Regions from separate parts of the Mus musculus genome. Here regions 1 and 3 are each linked to region 2. The links are chromatin contacts, called in public HiChIP or PLAC-seq and promoter capture Hi-C maps. All regions are on one chromosome and are shown on one strand. The core of a region is the stretch at or near the end of the contact, and the rest is flanking DNA. Distances in the headings are between cores, read along the strand shown.

Region 1 (4,717 bases), core at 272-2,771, 1.2 Mb after region 2:
GGTGTCCTAATGATTTTCTTTCTTTTTTTAAAAAAAGATTTATTTATTATATGTAAGTACACTGTAGTTGTCTTCAGACACACTAGAAGAGGGCGTCAGATCTCATTATGGATGGTTGTGAGCCACCATGTGGTTGCTGGGATTCGAACTCGGGACCTTTGGAAGAGCAGTCAGTGCTCTTAACCGCTGAGCCATCTCACCAGCCCTGTCCTAGTGATTTTCAAATAAGCACTGGTCTACCTTTCCTTCCATTATCTCCCATTACCTCAAAAGTCCAGGAAACGAATCTTAATCACAGAGCACCCCTGGGGTAAACAGGTGTGACATTAAGAAACTGTTAGGTGTCAAACCTGGGACAAATAGCTGGGGTGCCTAGTTAACATGTCAAAGCTGACCTGGCCACCAGGTTCTCCCAGCATCCCTCAGTCCAATACCTGTTACAGGGTCCTCTAGGCTGGCATATCCGGCCCCCTAGCTTGAATCCTCCAGTCCAGGGGGCTGAGCTATTCTTCCCTATATAATCCAACCATTTTGGCTCCCTACCCTCTTTGTAATTTGGGTCTCCTGCTGTACTTGGTTCTGCTGCTCTCTCTCCTCCCTCCCCCACCCCACATCACAGGGCACAGCTCAGTTCACTCTGTACTCTCCCAGATGTTCCTGCCTCTGGCTGTGCTCTCCCACATATCTATAATAAACTTTCTCCTCCACTATACCTAGGACCAGGCATGTCCCTTTCCTTTTTATTTCTCCTTTTTTTTTTTTTTTCATTCAGAAATGACTGTATTGTATTCTCAGAGAGAATGATGTTCGAATACATAGTTACTTAGTGAGGAGATCGGAGAAATAGGACCCTGATGGGCTTGACTGAGGCTTGGGAGAGGAACGCCTCAAAATATTAAACGCATGCTTTGAGACTTTGAATCTTCTCCCCCATTCCGCATTACTTGACAATCAGCGTGAAGAAGTAGAAAACTAATTTAGTTTGTGGAATTTAAGCAGTATGAAAATTCAGCGGTTTACTATTTTAGGAAATGTATCACCTGATATTTGTGTGCCATAAATATTAGGGTCACGTCAGAAGAGAAACTTGATTTTACGACCAATTTTTATATTTGAAAACACGAAACACTGTTTTGTACTAGTTTTATATAAAGAATCACGGCCTCTTAATCTCAGCCCCTCCGGGCTTGCCTCTTCAAAGGGCTTGATGGGGACCTACAGAGGTTTCTAAAAGGCTATAACTGAAATTAAGTGCTTCGTCAAAGGGCGATTTTGTGGAACTCTCTCCCATTTTACGTCGCTAAACTTAAGTACAATAATGTCACATGTATACAGTATTTGTGGGCACGCCTAAGTCCCTCCCTCTCTCCTTGAACCAATATCTCCACATATTAGAAATCCAGCCCTTCTGCCCTCCGGAGGCGCCTTTCCCAACGTAAAGTACAATTTTAAAATTTAAGCTCCCGACTAAAAGAATGATCCCCAATCAACTGCTGGGGAACCTGGGCGCCCTAGTGCCTGCGGAGGGTGCAGTCGGGCGTGGGCACGGACAGGGGGAGTGGGCGAAGCTGCTGGTTGGTGCCTGAAATCTGTGCGTTGCCCCTTTAATTGTGTCCTCAGCCCTCGGGCGTTTCTGTCCAACGCCCACGTCAGCAAATACCTTTTGTTTCTCCCACGTTGGGGCTACTTGTTTTAGGGCGCAAAGCCTCGGCTTCGGAAAGGGGCTGCTTCCCCTACCCGGAACCGGGAATCGCTCCGCAGCGCGCGCGCGCGCGAGCGAGCGAGCGAGCGAGCGGCTAGAGCCCCGCGGTAAGTGGCTGCACGGGCGCGGGCGGGAGGAGGGCGGCCCGGGCGTCGGGGCTGCGGGCCGGGCCCAGAGCCTGGCGGAGGGCGGCGGAGCCGCCGGGGTGCGCCCCGGGACTGCAACCCCAGCCGGTGCGCCGGGCGACGCAGGGGGCACCCGGCGCCATTTGCAGCCGGGGGCGCAGAGCGGCGGCTCCGAGGGTCGGCGACGGCCACAAAGGAGACGCGGGCGGCGGCGGCGGCCCCGGGCGCGGCTGCGGGACAATGGCTGCACCGTCGCCGCCCGCGCCCGCCCCGCCGCCAGCCTTGGCCCGGCCCGGGGAAAGGCGGGAAGGCGCCCGAGCCTCCTGACGGCCGCGGCGGCGAGGCGGCGCCACGGGGCCGGGCGTGTCTGCAGACGTCGGGCGCGGGGCGCGGGGCGCTGCAGCCCGGCGGTCTCACTCCGCCCTCCACTCTCTGGTTTTCCATCACGACGCGACAGTTCTGGGCTTAGAACCGAGGGCAGAAATATGGAGCCCCAGCTGGCCCCGCGGCAGAATGTCCCTGGCATCTCCCACCTGGAGACACTGTCGGCTTTAGTCCCTTCGCGCTCTGGCGCGCTTACTCGCCCTTGACCGTGCGGTTATTCGTAATCCACGTCTTTGCGAGACGTGTTTGGAATAGGATTCACACCTAGCGGGCACCCAACCACACACGCCGCCAACACCTAGAAGTCTTTCTATTTGCAGAACTTTAGTAAATGGAGTGGTTTCACTTTGACGAAATATTGCACTTAATTTCTTATGAGACGGCTACGGGTTCCGGCTGTTTATTCTACCTAGCAAAGGGGAAAGGGGGAAAAATAAAACGCTAATGGTTAGGGAGTCTCATCCCTAGGCAGGGAGCTGAGACGTGGCAGCCCCCCAAGGCGCCCTGTTCTTGCAGCGTCCCGGAACAGTCTCCAAAGTACCAAAACCTTCGCTGATTTTATCACTTAAATCGCACTTTTATTTACCTATTTATTCTTTGTTTTAAAGCGGACTCAGGCTAGACTTGAAAATTTGATCTTACCTCCACCTCGGGAGGGCTGGGATGCACTAGGCAAATTTTTGGCACAATTATATACTTTTTAATATTCAAAGACGTTAATATAAGTTTTAAAACTCCTCTTTTAAAAAGCTATTTTATATATCTTTTTTTTGAAGGCACTGTTTCATGTACCCCAGGCTAGCCCTAAATCTTGGACCTCTGATTCTCTTGCAGCCCCTACCAAATGCTGGGATTACAGGCATAGATCACCACACCTGATATTATCCTGTACTTGAATTGAACCCATGCATGTCACATAGGCACTCTACCACTAAACCCAGCCCTCTCCAAACCTTAAATGGCTCCTTCACATCCTACTAAAAAAATAAAAAAATCCAAAACCCCCATGGTGTGTGTGTGTGTGTGTGTGTGGTGTGTGTGGTGTGTGTGCGTGTGGCGTGTGTGTGTGTGTGTGTGTGTGTGTGTGTGTGTGTGTGTGTGTATTTTGAACCCGGGCCTTGCATGGGCTAGGTAAATGTTACCATTGAGATACATCCCCAGGCCCCTTATTTTAAATTTTAATTTTATTATGAGATGAGGGTTTTCTCAGGGTTGCCTTGGTCTTACTTCTTCCTGCCCCGCCTCCCAAGACCCTGGGGTTAGCCGACATTACTGGCACACCACAGTGACCTCCTCTCCCCACCCATCCCTCCTCCATCTGTTCCTGTCCACCTCACGGCCTTTGCACCTGCTGTTTGGTTTGCCTGGAGTAGTTTCAAAGATACACATTCTTTCCTGCTATGGACACCAATCACTCAGATGTCATCTTCTCGGTGAGGCCTTTCCAAGTATAGTTTCAAAACTCGAGTCTCTCTCTATTTTTTTTTTTTTTTAGATTTATATATATATGTGTGTGTGTGTGTGTGTTGCCTGCCTTTGTGCCAGTATACCAAGTGCTTGCCTGGTGCCAGATGAGGGTGTTGAATCCCCTTACATGGATGTTAGAGATGGCTGTGAACCTCCATGTGGGTGCTGGGGATTGAACCCAGATCCTTGGAGAAACAGCCAGTGCTTTTAACTGCTGAGCCATCTACCCAGTCCCTCTTAAGTGTTCTAACATTTCATTCTAAGACTTTCCTATCTTAGACCCTGTAGACCATATGTGCTACTAAGATTACCGAAGGTCAGGTCACATAGAAGGAACAGATATTACTGGGCCGTGGCGTTGCATACCTTTAATCCCAGCAGAAGCAGGCAGATCTCTCTGTTTTGGAAGCCAGCCTGGTCAACAGATCAAGTTCCGGGCCAACCAGGGCTACATACACAGGGAATCCCTGTCTAGAAGAAAACAACAGAACAGATATTTACTTCTTGCACTGGTAGATGCTGGGAAGCACAAGATTATGGTGCCCTGTGTGGCTTCTTTCTGCTTCCCGGAAGGCACCTCTTCGTGGCATACATAATGAGGGTAAATACAGTGCTGTGCCTTCATTAGTAAAATGGGTAGAAGGGATGAGGTGGAGAGCAGACCTACTCCTCCAAATCTCTTTATTAGGATGCTAATCCCGTCCCCGAGGGCAGCACCCCTCCCCCCAGGGTGGCCTAATCACCCCCTAAAAGCTCCTATAATACTCTTCCTCCTCTGCGAGTGAACTTTCAGCCTGAACTTTGGAGGCGACACAGATTTCTAAAGCTCAGCTCTTAAGTTGTTTCTGGACTTAATTCTAAACCTTCCCAGAATTGTACATGGCCGTTCGTCCTCCGAAGAAATACAGTCGCCATTCAAAGAACAGTTTGCTCTCTTCCCGTTAGCCCAAAGTTAGGAGGTGGGGTTTTTACTAGGACCACACACTAAGGCCTCCATCAGGGCTGTGTGCAGTGGGAAAAGATGGCTTTCTGGAGCACA
Region 2 (4,493 bases), core at 1,289-3,788:
CCTGAAACCTGACCACGACCCCGCCTTCCCACTCAGGAAATGTGGCTGTGCTCTGAGTCATGGCTGTCTTTCCTTTGTGAGTCCTGCTTCAGCCTTTCCTAGTCCTCTGTTAGTCATTCCTCGTGATAAGGATTGCAAGCCCCACCCCCACGCGTGTCATCCCCAGTTCTGAACCCCTTGCCAGAAATGACGGCCTCTGCTTGTCCAGTTGTGTTGGCTCCTTCCAAGAACTTCAAGCTTCAGAACAGAAAGGTGCCCACGGGGACCGACCCAGTGCTGGGAAGCAGCATGTGGCTGGCTACTTTTATGTCAACTTGACCCAGGCTAGAGCCATTTGAGAGGAGGGAACCACAAATGAGAAAATGCCTCCATAAGACTGGGCTGTAGGCAGCCTGCTGAATACTTTCTTAATTAGTGATTGATATGGGAAGGTCCAGTCCATTCCAAGTGAGACCATCCCTGGGCTGATAGTCCTGGGTTCTGTAAGAAAGCAGGCTGAGCAAGCCATGGGGAGCAAGCCAGTGAGCAGACTCCTCCATGGCCTCTGCATCATCCTGTTTGAGTTCCTGTCCTGACTTCCTTCAGTGATGGATTATGGATCAGAACCATAAACTAATAAACATTTTCTTCCTCAACTTGCTTTTGGTCATTGTGTTTTATTCTAGAAATAGTAACCCAAATTAAGACACAGGGTGTATAACATGCATGCTACCCCAGTCTGCTCACAGCCAAAGAGTCCTGCTGTGATCCAAGGCCTGGGGAAGCCAAGGTAAATCACCAAACCGAGTCCTCATACTGCTCACAGGAAGCTAAGAAGGTTCTAGAATGAGCTATCATGGAGGTATCGAAGGCTGGAATGAGCCAGAGAGGGGATTTCCCTGGGTGACCAAGGGTCAAGGAGTGAGGCCTCAACTAAAACACTAAAGATGAAACAGCGTCCACTGCACTGCACATAAGGATCTCAGAGCAGAACAACCTTGGGACTCAGAGATGGCTTTTTGTGAAGACACTTGCTACTGAGTTTGAAGACCTGAGTTTGATCACTGGGACCCACATAGAGGAAGCTAACTCCTACTCATGGTCCTCTGAGAGCCACAGGGTGCTCTAGCATGTGTCAACCTAAACACAGACATACAACATAAATAAATAAAGAACAAACCTAAAAGCAGAGAGGGGCCAGAGGGCGTGGAAGCCTGGGATTTAGTAGGGCAGGATTGAAATAAATGACCTTGGACAGAGGGTAGCTCAGACTTGGAGTGAGGTGGCCAGGCCTTGGGTCTGTGGCATTTGGGACATTCAAGAGCCTGGCAGAGCTGGTCAGAGCCTAGCAGAACCCAGTCACTGTAAGGAGAGAGGCATCATGTGTCCAGTGCTTGGGTCGGTGAGGGCTTCTGAGCACACTGTCAGCATGGAAGAGAGAACTGACATGGGCTCACCCGAAGCCTCCAGGGGATCCAGTGGGGACCGGGCTGGCGCTTCCTTTGTGGGAAACAGGACTCTTTGGAGACTTTGATAAAAGCTGGGTCCCAGTCCCCACGTAAAGTTATGCTCTGGGTATAGAGTCTGGGACAGACTCCAGGAAGCCTAGCTAATCATGGAAACTGGCTGGACACAGCTGCCATTCCCTAACAGTGGCTGAGAAGAGTCCCCACTGTTATCCCAGTTGCTTTTTGGTGGTGTGTGCGTGTGTGCATGTGCTTGTGTGTGTGTTTAGTGTGCGATGGTTGATTCTGGGAATACCTGGGGGGCCTTTTGTTTTGTCACTGTTGAGAGTACTAGGATCAAATCCAGGGCTTTTCTATCCACTTGTCTTGCGTGTTTTAAAACGCGTTTATCTGGAATTTGGGAGGCTGAAGCAGGAGGATCTCTGAGAAGCCAAACTGGGGACCGGACTATTCCGGTCCCTGAGCTATGAAGAGTCAAGAGAACGGAAGACCGCTTCAAGCGCACTCTGGCTTTCATAAACCCAAGATATACCAGGTTCTGAAGGAAAGACAGAAAGAAGAAAATGTGGCCGGGAAACCAGGAGGGCTGGCGAGCTGGGCTGAAAACTCAAATGAAAATAAAGGGCAAAGTTGGAACTCCAGGGTAGGGTGGCTCCAACTCCCTCAGCTGGCCAAGCTAAGGGCTACTGTTGGGTTTACAGGACTGCATCCAAGAGACTTTTTTCCTACTTTGCCCCTGAGGCCCCTGGGCGGGGGTGGTCCAGAGAGGTAATGTGATCTGCCCAAGGTGACACGGCTAAGGAACAGCAGTCTGGACGCGACCCAGAGCTGCCAGCGCGCAGGACCCGCACTCTTCCACTTCGCTCCACGCCCCTCCCCTCCCCCGCCCCCTCGCTCTTCCGCCCCTCCCTCGCCTCCCTCCGGGGTGGCGGCCGAGCCACGTGGTGGGCCGGGAAGCGGCGGCTGCCGAGCGCCCGGGCGGCTGCCCCAGCTGGGCAGTGCTGCACCGCGCCGCGCTCGGTGCCTGCGGGGGCCGCTGCGCGCTGGCCGGCGCCGCGGGCGGGAGGTGTGCCGACGGCCGGCCGCAGACAAAGGAGGCGCGGCGGAGCCCGCGCGGACCGGGCGCACCATGCACTTGGGGTGCGGCCGGCCGGCCGCGGCTCTGGAGACCCGGCCCTAGTCGCCGGCCCCACCGCCCCGGGGCGCCATCGAGACGACGCGGCCCCGCGCGGCGCGAGGAGGAGCCATGGGCAAGTGCAGCGGCCGCTGCACGCTGGTCGCCTTCTGCTGCCTGCAGCTGGTGAGCCGCGCGGAGCGGGGTGGGGCGGCGGCGGTGCGTGGGCGCCACCCGGGGTGCGGGGTGGCCGGGCGGAGTCTGCCCCGCGCGGGCCGGCTTGTCCCTTTGTGTGCGCTCCTCGCCTCAGCCCCGCGCTCGCGCGCACGGTCCAACGCTCCCGGGTTGCACGCGTCGGTTCGCAATGGGTGCGTGGGCTCCCGCTGGGGGGCTGCGCCCCAGGACTGTGGCTCCCTTGGGGCTGGGGGTGTGTCCGAGGCTGGTCTGTGTACTCGGAGAGGTCCCTGCCCGAATGTTCCCCTCCAGATCGCTGATTCCGTGGGTACCTCATCCCTCTGGGCTCCGCCCCTGTGAGCGTTTCTCACAAAGTCTCTTTCTGCTCCTGTATTATGTCTCTGGAATGTTTTTAGATCTCTGGCCATTTCTGCTTCTTGTTTGGGTGGTGGGACCTGAGACTCTTTGAGAACCCTCGGCCGTCCTTTGTGCTGCTTTCCTGCCTCCCAGCACCCTCCTGACTGGGTGGCCAGGGATGGAGAACTACCTCCTTGAGGGGGGTGATCAGGAATTGATGTATCACGGGCCAGCCTAACCTGGCAGGCACCGGACTCACTCTGTGGTTCTCTTTAGTCTGACCACCGAGTCCTCCAGCGTCCCATGAGCCATCTGTTCTATCAGCAGCGGGTGAGGTGGGGTCAGGTAAAGAGTTCCCTGGTCCCATTGGATGAGGACACTTGAGTGTCTTGGGAAGAATCAGAGCATCTCGGGGCTCTGTGCTGGCCCCAGTTTGGGGGAAAATGAGGTCTTTAACTGGAGGGCAACAGAGTGAATCCGGAGGCTAAGAGTAGCTGAGGTCCTTGCCTATGTATTGGGAGGGTGATAGAGAAGAGACGGGGGTCTCCTGCCTCCCTTGGAACTGTGTTATGCTTCTACTCAAGACACTGTTGTGTAGGAACTGCTGATAGCATCGGGTCTGTGGAGGAGCCTGGGGCCTCATTCCTATGGGTCCCGTGGTCTGGATCTGCCTTCCGGCCAGCACCTGCTCCTCCCCACAGGTGCGCAGGGTGGTGGGAAGCTTTGAGTGAGATGTGCTGGTGGCCTCTGTCCTCTCACCTTTCCTTGAGTCACCGGCCCTGCGGCGCCTGCTGTTCACAGCATCGTCCTCTTGGGCCATGCTAGAACCTCCTCTCCTCCCACATTGGTGTGTTGGTGTTTTGCCCCTCAGAAGGCCACCTGGTCTGTCAGGCGTCATTCTCAAGGACGGCAGAGGGGCTTAATCACCACCAGGTAGGATGGAAACTCCAAAAGGGCAGAGACAGCTCATTTTGTTCCTGCTAAAACCCCAGCAGCTGGGCAGCCCTTGACACCTCATTAATATTTGTAAACTAAACGAAGAACTGGTTATTTGGCAGATCTGGGCTCACAGTAGAAATATTCTCCGTTTTCTATTTTTAGGACCATAAAAATGCCAAGAAATCTTCAAACTTTTTTTTTTTTAGAGAATTCCTTTTCTTTAATTAAAAAAAAAAAAGGTTTATTTTTAAAAATTTTGTACATCCGTGTCTGTGTGTGTGAGTGCAGGTGCCCACGGCATCCTGAAGAAGCCATCAGGCCCACTGGAGCTGGGGTTACAGGTGGCGTGTGCTTAGACTCTAACTCGGGCCCTCTGTAAGAGCAGAGCGTTCCTAACGGCTGAGCCATCTCCAGCCTCAAGGATGTCTTCCTGGTTTTGTTGGCTTGTTGTGTTTATTGTTCTT
Region 3 (4,734 bases), core at 679-3,178, 1.5 Mb after region 2:
CCCTTCCTTCCGGTCCTGCTCCCAATAGGCTCTGACTTTGAGACCCTCCACGTGCGGCAGAGAAATTTAGCCCTGTTCCCTATACGTGAATGAAAACAAGAAACGGCTAAAGAATCATTAAGTGGACATTCTCTGGGCAATTGCAGGGGCCAAGGAGGCCAAGAGGACTCATAATCCTGTATTTAGGAGACTGAAGCAGGAGGATTGTTGCAAAGTCAGGACCAACTTAGTTACAGAGTGAGACTCTGCCTAAAAAAAATAAAATAAAATAAAATAATTATTTGTTTATTTTGGTGGTGTAGCCACTGGTAAGTCGCCTATGTTGCAGTAACAGCCCCCCCCCCGCCACCGAAAAAAAGAAAAATTATTGTAAGCAACCCTAATTAAACTCAGTAACACACAGAGAGAGAGAGAGAGAGAGAGAGAGAGAGAGAGAGAGAGAGGGAGGGAGAGAGAGAGAGACGGGAGGAAGAGCTTTGAGGAGCAAGGAGGAGCCTGTTACAGACTCACTGTGGACCTGGTACCAGCCTGTCCTGTTCAGAGGTAACCCCGGATTTTTTCTGCATAGAGCCAGGTGAGGTTCCCCTAACTGCTCTCCGAGCTCTCCTTTAGCTTGCAGGCCCTGGGACTGTCATCTCAGCAGAGGACAGACCATGGACTGGAAAGGCACGAGGAACTGGAATGGCCTTGTGAAGATGAACAGCTGGCCAAACAGGAAGAGGAATTGCAGCCTTGTTCCAGGGGCCTCCTGGGTCCCACCCTGTCCACCCACCCCATCCACCTACCCATCAGCCAGCCACTACTGGGCTTTGGCTGGGCTCAAGAAACAGCAGCATCTCTGGACCAAGGCTTTGGTCAGACAAGAAGGCTAGGGTTGCTTGCTTTAGTCAGAGCGCCCTAGGCTGGTTTTGGTTCTTCGTTCTCATGCTGGGAACACTGGGCAAGTGGCTGGTGTAGTGCTAAGCGTTTATTAGCAGACCGGAACTTCATCCTGGTCAAGAGGTGGGTGCAACGGTCTTCATTTTACCAAGGAGAAATAGGCATGGCTCGAAAGATGTGTGTGCTGGAGAGTGGGAACGGAACCCCTTAGATCCCAAACAGCAGAGTTTGCCCAGGGCGTGGGGGAGGGGCGCACCAGTCTACTCTGTCAAGATGCTGGCTGACTGGCCTTTCCCTCCAGCTTGGCTGGATGAGAGGAAGGTATGGAAATGGCATCTTTGTAATGCTAAGGAGCCGGGATCCTGGACCCTACATCCACATCCCCATCTCTTCATCTCTCAGCATCTCTTCCCCTACCGGCGGATCCCGAAGCCTATCTAGCCTTGCCCCTTAGAAAGGAAAATAGGGCCAGGAGCTGGGGGTGCCACTGGCCCCACCAAAACCAGGCTTACTCAGAGCTGGGCCTCAGTGCCACAAACCTGGAGCCCCCAGCTGCTGGTCGTGGCGGAAGGAGTTCTAAGTTCTAAGTTAGAGTGAGCTAAGTACTGAGCTCTGGGCTAGTCCCTGAGCCTCGAAATGTTTAGGCTGGTGTGTAGCTCAGTGGTAGAGCACTTGCATAAAGGAAATAAAACCCAGCCGCTTGTCACCCCGCTTCTAAGGAAACTTAGGCTTGAGAGGAAAGTGACCTGAAGCAGGCCAGTACGTGAAGCAGGGTTGGGTGAAGCAGGCGGCTTGACTTCGGGTTGGGGTCCCCCCAGGAGTGGGTCTCCCGTTTGCCCCAGCTCACCTATGCGCAGACACATGTTGATCCCGGCCAGTGGCCCCGCGCTGGTCTCAGCGGGGTCTCGCTTCCATCCTTCTCCTCCGCGGCCTGCGCTCCTCTTCCCGCCCAAGCAGGCTCCTGGCGGCTCCCTTCCCTGCACCCCTCAGTCGCCCAGCCCGGCGTCCTGCGCGCGTTGCCGAGGCCGGTCGGACCGGCTGGGCGACCCCGGGACTGTGCGGCTGAGTCACGGCCACGCCCCTGCTGCTGAGCCAGGCGCCCGGCGCCAGGCCGCCCTCGTTCCTCCTCGCACGCCCATTCCACCGATGGACATTGAGGCTCTAAGGGGTCTCCATCGGCCGTGCTGGGAGCTGGTGGTGTTAGCATGTGAGCGCGACCCCGGATGGTGGTGATGGTGGTGGTGGTGGTGGTGAACAAGACACGGGCACATGGGCCAGGATGGAAGCTGGGAGTGAGCAGGAGCAACCAGGGGTCTGCTTTTTTAATCTACTGTGTGACTTCAGAACAATCGCTTTCCCTCGCTGGGTCTTCCTTTTTCTGGCGGAGGTGCCTCCTGGTCTCAGTCAGGTCTTCCATGTTGAGCAAGGTGCTTTTCCTTTCGGTCTTGGCGGTGGTGGGGTGATCTGTTTGCTCCTTGGAAAATCAAGGGTAATAATTCTTGTTTCCTGATATAAGGAAATGCAGCTATTAAATAAATTAATAAATAGATAGATAAATAAATAAATTGTAGGGATCAATGAGATGGCTCAGCCAGTAAAGTCCCTTAACCCTATAACCCGATAGCCTGATAGCCCCAGTTCCATCCCTGGGACCCACATGGAAAGGAGAGAACCGACTCCTGAAAGTTGTCCTCCGATTTCCACTGGAGCAGAATATGGCACTGACATACTACAGCACAAACATCTCTCTCTCTCTCTCACACACACACAGAGGTACACACACAGAGGCACACACATACAGAGGGGCGCGCGCGCGCACACACACACACACACACACACACACACACACACACACACACACACACACGACAGAGCCTCACTATGTACTATGTAGTCCTAACTGTCCTGGAACTCACTGTATAGACCAGGCTGGTCTTGAACTCACAGAGATCCTAGAATGTCTATTGTGGGGGCTGCCGAGTTGGCATTGGGTTATATCAAGTGTTAGATGGACTCTTGCTTCGTGATAGTGTCCCTGATGCAGACACAAGTCCTGTCCTCCTCCTTTGGGTTCAGATAGCTGGACACTCACATAGGACCATTTAGCCAGAGTGGTGAATAAACAGGTGGAACGCTCCCAGCCACATCTCTGCCAAGTATTCTGCCTTGGCCAAAGCACAGCACCTCCCTGGACCACCGAGGTCTTTGCAGCAGGCGTAACTGGTCTATTCTGTACCAGATCTGTTCTGTAGCCCATCAGCATAGTCTCCATGGACGAGGCTGTCCTGATGTCTACAGGTTCTCAGAGCCTGGTGACTGTGTGCCTATAGTGTCACCTGTAGTGACACCTCCTGTGTGCCTTGTGTCACCTGGATCAGCACATTCAGCTTCTAGCAGCAGGGGAGGGAGCTGAAGCCCCGGTGCTGTGGGCAGGACAACCGCAGGTCAGGCAGGCAGCTCTGGTCATTCCCAGCGGGTTGGTAAGTGGGCTTTCTTATCAGCTGACTTCTGAAGGGGACATTGTGCAATGGCGAAGGATAAGGAGACAGGATGGATGGAAGGGAAGATGGAGGCAGGTCATTAAGCCATTAGCTGGCGTCTTCCCTAGTGGGCATTAAATGTTATGTCCATGGGCATCTTTTAGCGGTCACTTAGCCAGCTGTTAGCCCTATTGCAAATGGCTACAGGCTCATAATTGTAGCCCAGAAACTCTATTTTTGGGTCTTTATCCTGCAAGAGATGTGGCTGTGATGATGTTTGTGGATGTGGGAGCTGTTCCTAATAGAAGCAGGGCACCAGAGTGGTAATGTTGGTAAGGACCTGAAGAAGGGCAGGGAGGCGGTCTGCTCTTTGCTTTACATATAGGTTCTTGCAATCTTACACATTGTTGCAACCTTACACGAAACATTGTTGCAACCTTATAAGAAACATTTATTCATGTCTTGTTTTTGCTGAAAAAGGAAGCCCCCCCCCCAATATGTCCCTCCACCTCTACCCTACCAATAGCTCTCAGATGACAGAGTCTGCCTCCTAGGGCTGCCCTGAGGAGTGCCTGTGGTCACTGCTGTGCTGGGGACAAATCTCAGGTGTGGGAGTACATGGTGTGTCTCTGTCAGTGCAGGGCACCAAGGACAGCTGGAACTTCTGGGATTGGGTTAGGGAGCAGGGCTCTAAATGTCTTTGATAGGGCTGGAGAGATAGCTCTGTGGTTAAAAGCATCTGTCGCTCTTGCAGAGGGGCTGGGTTTCATTCCCATCACCTAAATTGCAGTTCACAGCCATCTTTAGCTCCAGCTCTTGGGGATCTGATGCTCTTTTCTGGCCTTGAAGGGCACTGCATGCATGTAGGCTACATGAACTCATGCAAGTACATGTACAGACACATGGTTTCTTTGCGTCCCTACAACAACAGAGTTATAGATAATCGCTCCATTTTACAGATAAGAAAAGTAAGGGTCGGAAGAGTAAAGGACTGTCCTCCGTTCTTTTTTTTTTTTTTTTTTTTTTTTTTTAAAGATTTATTTATTTATTATATGTAAGTACACTGTAGCTGTCTTCAGATACACCAGAAGAGTGCGTCAGATCTCGTTACGGATGGTTGTGAGCCACCATGTGGTTGCTGGGATTTGAACTTCAGACCTTCAGAAGAGCAGTCGGGTGCTCTTACCCACTGAGCCATCTCACCAGCCCTGTCCTCCGTTCTTAGTACACACAGCACAGTGAGAGCGGAGGCTTTACTCCACGCCTGCCCATGTGGCAGCTCCTGACTTCTGGGTGTGTACTGAAGGATGAAGACAGCCGTGGCTTCCACAACTGTGCCCAAGCCTGGGGCCTGTGAGTTGGGAAGACCATGGCC

What was found. Promoter capture Hi-C pulls out the DNA fragments that hold promoters and counts their contacts. HiChIP or PLAC-seq counts read pairs in DNA pulled down with a chosen protein or histone mark.
Region 1: a promoter capture Hi-C map of liver shows a contact between it and region 2, with 3 times the contacts expected there. The contact joins the promoter of Zbtb8a here to the promoter of Nkain1 in region 2. A contact is called at or near these places in 2 of 39 promoter capture datasets (cranial neural crest and liver).
Region 3: a contact with region 2 is called in an HNF4G HiChIP or PLAC-seq map of pancreatic cancer cells. The contact joins the promoter of Tmem54 here to the promoter of Nkain1 in region 2. A contact is called at or near these places in 1 of 39 promoter capture datasets (liver) and 1 of 115 datasets of contacts at active chromatin or transcription factors (pancreatic cancer cells).

Annotation. Positions count from the first base shown.
Region 1 is chr4:129,374,832-129,379,548 of GRCm38.p6, reverse strand. It overlaps Zbtb8a (zinc finger and BTB domain containing 8a), which reads left to right and starts at 1,521. Exons shown (of 5, transcript NM_028603.4): 1 at 1,521-1,809.
Region 2 is chr4:130,572,081-130,576,573 of GRCm38.p6, reverse strand. It overlaps Nkain1 (Na+/K+ transporting ATPase interacting 1), which reads left to right and starts at 2,538. Exons shown (of 7, transcript NM_025998.4): 1 at 2,538-2,745. The coding sequence starts at 2,692.
Region 3 is chr4:129,102,724-129,107,457 of GRCm38.p6, reverse strand. Tmem54 (transmembrane protein 54) reads right to left here and starts at 1,928. Exons shown (of 6, transcript NM_025452.4): 1 at 1,727-1,928. The coding sequence starts at 1,742.